Linked DNA regions of Mus musculus: region 1 is linked to region 2. A link is a contact called in public HiChIP or PLAC-seq data. All regions are on one chromosome and are shown on one strand. The core of a region is the stretch at or near the end of the contact, and the rest is flanking DNA. Distances in the headings are between cores, read along the strand shown. Region 1 has its middle 16 kb from the start of Gm36140. Region 2 holds the start of Slc7a1 (solute carrier family 7 (cationic amino acid transporter, y+ system), member 1).

The links. HiChIP or PLAC-seq counts read pairs in DNA pulled down with a chosen protein or histone mark.
Region 1: a contact with region 2 is called in an H3K4me3 HiChIP or PLAC-seq map of embryonic stem cells, with 24 read pairs. The contact joins the enhancer-like site here to the promoter of Slc7a1 in region 2. A contact is called at or near these places in 2 of 39 promoter capture datasets (both in embryonic stem cells), 1 of 484 Hi-C or Micro-C datasets (granulocytes) and 2 of 115 datasets of contacts at active chromatin or transcription factors (the SCID.adh cell line and embryonic stem cells).

What each region holds. Positions count from the first base shown.
Region 1 is chr5:148,648,428-148,651,162 of GRCm38.p6, reverse strand. No RefSeq gene overlaps it. Among named protein-coding and RNA genes, the nearest start is that of Gm36140, 16 kb to the right of the region's middle. Within about 2 kb of position 1,457, at least 16 of the 459 cell types and tissues checked have an H3K27ac peak or open chromatin away from gene starts, as enhancers often do. A contact at or near this core is called in embryonic stem cells, where this site is marked.
Region 2 is chr5:148,398,475-148,401,378 of GRCm38.p6, reverse strand. Slc7a1 (solute carrier family 7 (cationic amino acid transporter, y+ system), member 1) reads left to right here and starts at 1,475. Exons shown (of 13, transcript NM_007513.4): 1 at 1,475-1,650.

The DNA.
Region 1 (2,735 bases), core at 208-2,707, 250 kb before region 2:
GTTGCTGGGTACGGCCCCATGGCCCCTTCTCCCTCCGTGGTAGCCAGATCCACTGGGCACAGAGATGGACTGGAAGGAGGAAAGTTTAGCTAGATACACAGTAGTAGTATCTAGTGTAGTGCGGAATCTCAGTCTCTGGCAATGAACACGCCCAGGAACAGCTTAAGTGAACTGGTTCATTTATCGGGAGGGAGAACATGGTATTTATGCCCCTGGGGAGGTGGCCAGGGTCTCTGGAGCAAGGTTATGTGGCTGTGTACCACTGGCCAGGGAATAGGTGTTAGAAGATGCTTCATCTACATACTCAGGAGCTCTAGGGTCTTGGGAGGGGATGGGTGGGGGATGGGAGGGAGGGGGAACCTTGTACGGCCAAACAAGAAGTGAGGCCTGATAACCGTCAGCGTAATACATTCTTACTAGGGTTGATGGTGGGGGAGCCGGCCTTATGGTGCCAGATTAGGAGTAGGGAGGTAGCCAAGTCCTGCCACCCTCATGTTTGAGATACCCAGGGTTGAAGTTCCCTCGATGTGTCCTTCATAAACCTAGGCCACTATGGTCCCGCAGCTAGATGATGACTGAGGTTCTTCTGACAAAAGGCAGATTGACACAGGAAAGCAAACAAGGTGAGCCGTAAAGGACGTGGAAACCCTTAGAAATGAGGACCCGAGGAAACAGAGAAACTTGTGTCTTGGTACTTAGATTTGATGAAGAGTAGACTGTTATATGGAGGGACTCAGCAAGAGCTGTTTACATTCTCTGTATTCCTGTGCCTTCAGGGTGGGGGTAACCCCTTCCTCTCCAGATATTGAGCATCTCTCCCGTGAAAATCTTATGACCGACTTTAGACAAAAGCCAGCGGATTCCTAGATGGTTTGTCTGATCCAGAGAAAAGAAGAAATGTCACAGGCTGCGTCCTGGGTCCTCTCACTGGCTTGCATGGTGCAGATGACCTACCTCAAAATGGCTTGGTAATGACTGCTCTACCAGCCCTTTACAGGCACAATGACCCTGACAGACAGATGTGTCCGTCTGTCTAACATGTGTGTGGCCAAGAATGTAGCCTGGAAAAGCTCAAGAGAGAAGATAGCATTTGAACGGAGCCTTGAAGAAAAAACAAACAGGATTTTTCCAGTCAGAAAAGGGAGGTAATAAAAGCACTCAAAGATGAAACTAAGAACACAGGGATAGCCGGGCGTGGTGGCGCACACCTTTAATCCCAGCACTCCGGAGGCAGAGGCAGGCGGATTTCTGAGTTCGAGGCCAGCCTGGTCTACAAAGTAAGTTCCAGGACAGCCAGGGCTATACAGAGAAACCCTGTCTTGAAAAACCAAAACCAAAACCAAAACCAAAAAAAAAAAAAAAAAAAAAAAAAAACCACAGGGATAGTTTGTCAAGCAGGGGTGGGGTGGCCTTCCTCCATCCCTCAGTGACTCTTCTTGAGTGTGCAATCATCTCTGATGGCACATAACAGGAGGGGTCTGGGAACACACTCAGTCCTGGTGTCTTTTAAAGACAAGCGAGCCAAGCCTGAGGAAGGTGGATGACAGACATTTCTAGACATAAATGGCGGACTGATAAAGGTTGCACAGAGCCCTGTTAGGAAAGCAGATTTCAGCCTCGCAGGCATCTTGCGTAATCCCCACAGGGTTGCGTTGGAAAACTTAAGACCACCATTGAAACAACTGACTGAGGACTGTGCCCTGCGGGCTGGGACATCGCTGTAACAAATGCCTGTGGATAACAAGCAGACAAAGCAGAAAGGTTTATTTGGGCCGCAGTTCTGGAACTTTGGGTTCCAGCCCATGGTTGGGTTGGCCCTGTCACGTGACCAGGCAGCTCATTGCAGCCTTGGCAACAGTGGAGCAAAGCCTCGGGCCTCACATCCAGGAGGCAAAAGAAAGAGACACACCCTCAATGATCTAAGCCCCTCCCCCACGTGCCCCTTTCTAAAGATTCCACCCCTCCGCACAGTGCCATCCTGAGATCAAGCCCTCAACACATGGGCTTTTTGTAGGGGGTGGCGTGGGGGCTTCTAGGCTATAATCAAGACTCCAAGGGCTTCGGGGAGCATGTCTTTTGGGAAAATTTACGCTGATCCAATAGGTGGCAAGGAGAAGATACTGCTGGTAGCTACAGAAATTCATCTCTTGAAGTTTTATGCTTCAGCACCTGTGATTAAAGAAATAAGTCTAAGTCGGGGGGGTGGGGAGGTAGAAAAACATCTGTGCCTACAACTAATTAAAAATACTTGTGATCAGCGAACACCCTCCTCTCCTGCATTCAGGTAACAGCTAATTAATGTTAGCAGGCAGCCTGGAAACCCGCCCCTCTGGGAAACATGTTGAGCATGGATTAGCTGTACCTGTGACGGCGCCTGATATTTGAGATCATTCCAAAGGATTTTGTTTGTTTGTTTGTTTGTTGTCTGTCTGTTTGTTTGCTGGCTTCAGCCCTAATTTTGAGAGTAGAAGCAGAGTCCACACCTCCACCCATTGATTGGGATTTCAGAGGTGTCTATTGGCACAGCTAATGCTATCACTCCGGATGCACGTTCCCTCTTGCCAATGGGACCAGGAGCTTCCTAGCAAACAGGAGCTAACACCAGAGTGCTCTGAAGTGGCTTCCCTGGATTCACATTGTTAGCATATCCCCTAGCCGGTGGCTCCTTCCATTGACGGTATTCAGGGGTGCCGGTTTCTCTGGTAGTTACAGGATTCTTCTGTTGACAATATCCA
Region 2 (2,904 bases), core at 226-2,725:
GAGAACGTAAATTTTCATAAGCAGTAGTGTGCCGATTTGTGGAGGACACACAGTGAATAGCGTTCGAATTCGGAGTCAGATACTCATCTGGTGCTGAAGGCAAAGCTGGTGGGCGCTGAAAGATGGGAGGTTTCCCTCTGTGAGAAGGGGGCACCTGGTAAAGATTCAGGAGACCTCCCTACTAGATTGGCAGGAATCAGTTCATCACCGCATGATTGACACTTACTTCTGTTGGCTGTTGGAAAACAAAGCATGTTTGATGCCTTGTTATTATCACAAACGCTGTTAGAAGTGCTTTAATGTTATCTTACAAGTGTTAGAAGTGCTTTAGTGCTATCCACCTCCCTCTACGTATTCATTAAGACTTTTTGGCTGGGCAATATAAATTAATACATCGTTAGTTTAATTCTATGGGAGTATCAACAGCTGTGGCTGACAATGAATCCCTTTACTGATAAGGCACACTTGAGAACACACATAGCATCCACCTTCTCTTTTCTCTTTTTCTTTTCTTTTCCTTTCTTTTCTCTCTTTCTTCCTTTCTTTCTTTCTTTCTTTCTTTCTTTCTTTCTTTCTTTCTTTCTTCTTTCCTTCCTTCCTTCCTCTCTCTCTCTCTCTCTCTCTCTCTCTCTCTCTCTCTCTCTCTCTCTCTCTCTCTCTCTTTTTTTAACAGGATTTCTCTGTATAGCCCTGGCTGTCCTGAAACTCACTCTGTAGACCAGGCTGGCCTCAAACTCAGAAATCCACCTGCCTCTGCCTCCCAAGTGCTGGGACTAAAGGTGTGTGCCACCACTGCCGGGCTTCGATATAATTCTTTATAAAAACTTTTATCTTATGCATATTTATGGTTTACCTGTGTATGTCTGTGCATCACATTCAAGACTTACAGATTAGTTGTGAGCCCCCATGTGGGGAGTCAGAACTGGGTCCTCTGAAAGGGTTGTCAGTGTTAACCGCTGAGCCATCCCTCAGCCCTATAGACTGTAGTTCTCGATTTTGGAGCAGAGATCAGAAGGAACCCTGAAGACTAGATTTGGGTACTAAACTTGGGGAGAGTCCCGCGGGTGTGAACTGCCTGAACTGTTCTGTTGGCTATGTGGAGGAACTACCTTGTATCAAAGGGAGGCTTGCAGGTTCTGGGGCCCTTCCTGACCAAGGCGGAGGCTAAGGCGTTAGCTAGGGCACAGCCGTAAAGTAGTCCAATGTCAAAAGAAGATTTACAACTAAGTCCAAAAAAAAAAAAAGTCTTTAAAATGTGTCTTACATCCAGTTTGGAGCAAGAAACCTGGTCGTCAGCTGTCCGTGGCTCCCCAGGAGGGGGCTCGCACCCCTCAGCCTGTGCCATCAGCTCTGACTCAAGCTCAGTTGCGGCTGCGGAGGACCAAGGGCGCGCGCGGGAGGCGCCCAAACCGGCGGGGAAGCCCGGTCTCGGGTGTCCCCGCCCACAGGGGCGCGGCCGCGCGGCGCTGTCATTGGTGCCCTGGAAGCTGACGCGCAGCACTGGCCGTGGCCGTGGGGCCCGCGGAGGGCGGCGCGCGGCTGATGAAACCGGCTCGGATTCCGCCCGCGTGCGCCATCCCCTCAGCTAGCAGGTGTGAGAGGCTTTCTACCCGCGGTCTCCACACAGCTCAACATCTTGCCGCCTCCTCCGTGAGTACGCGATCCTTGTGATTGCCCAGGAAGCTCTGAAAGCCTGAGTCACCTCGGTGTGCGTGTGTGTCTGTGTGTGTGGCCTCGGGTGGCGTTTCAGGCAGGGCGAGGGTTCTTCTTATCCTCTCCATCTCCGGGGGATGGGTGCGTGGGGCGGGCACCAGTGTTCCGGTCGCCTCCTCCGAGTCCATCTTGGTCCTTTGCAGGCGCGGCGTGGTGCATGATGCAACAGCGGGAGGGAGTGAACACGGGCGACCCGGGTGACGCCCGCCACGCGTGGCGCCGTGTGTAGGCTCCACGTGGGCGCGGGGACCCATCTACGCAGGCTGCCCCGGGTGGCATCCGGAGTCACGGCAGTCTGGGAGACCTTCCCTTACATGGCGCGGTGCGCGGCACCCCGCCCCGCCACGCGGTCCCGGGCAGTGTCGTCAGCCGAGCCGCGCGCAGGATGGACTCTTGTCAGGTCTCGCAGGCATGACCCGAGACCTGAGATTCCTGTCCTCCGGGTCGCCTCATAGTCTCCAGAGGTCCCTTTGGAGGGACTCCCTCTTGGGTGGGTTTTCCTTGTGACCCGATTCGGCCTGCACAGACTGTTCTTCCAGATGGTGTGGAGTGGGAGGAAGTTCTTCCGGCTCCGTAGACAACCTGTGCTCCGTGTGTTTCTGTCCAGTGGAAGACTTCCTGGGCACGATCAGGTCACCAGCCAAGGGTGTCCGCAGAGCAGTCCAGTGTCGCTCGCTCCAGCCCACTGCTGTGTGGACTTGTGTGTTAAGATAGCCAGACATGTGCTGGGATAGGCAGACATGTGCTGGGATAGGCAGACATGTGCTGTCAGGAAAACAAAACAAACTAAAAAACTACATTTCCCAGCACCCACAGTTATACTCTCACGTGCAGGAGGACAGGGTTTCAACCATAGGTGTATTTCTTCTAAAGGTGAGTAAACTTTCACTAGAATCCGGAGCGTTATCTTCTGCGTTATCTTTTGGTTGACTGTCTTAGCTGTCATGGAGTCAGCTGGTAATTGGGATTTTTGTAACATTTCTTGCCCTTCATGTGTGGTTAAGATAATAGGAAACCTCGACACAGTCATCCCCCTGGTATTTTTAGTTGGTCTCAATGGAAATTATTATTTTGACTAGAGCACACCCTTCTGCCACTAAAACAAAAGGGCGTGACTCACGAGATCAGAATAGACATTTAGAGGGGGAAAGTCACCCCATGAATTGAAACAGCTCTGAAAAGTTTAGCGTT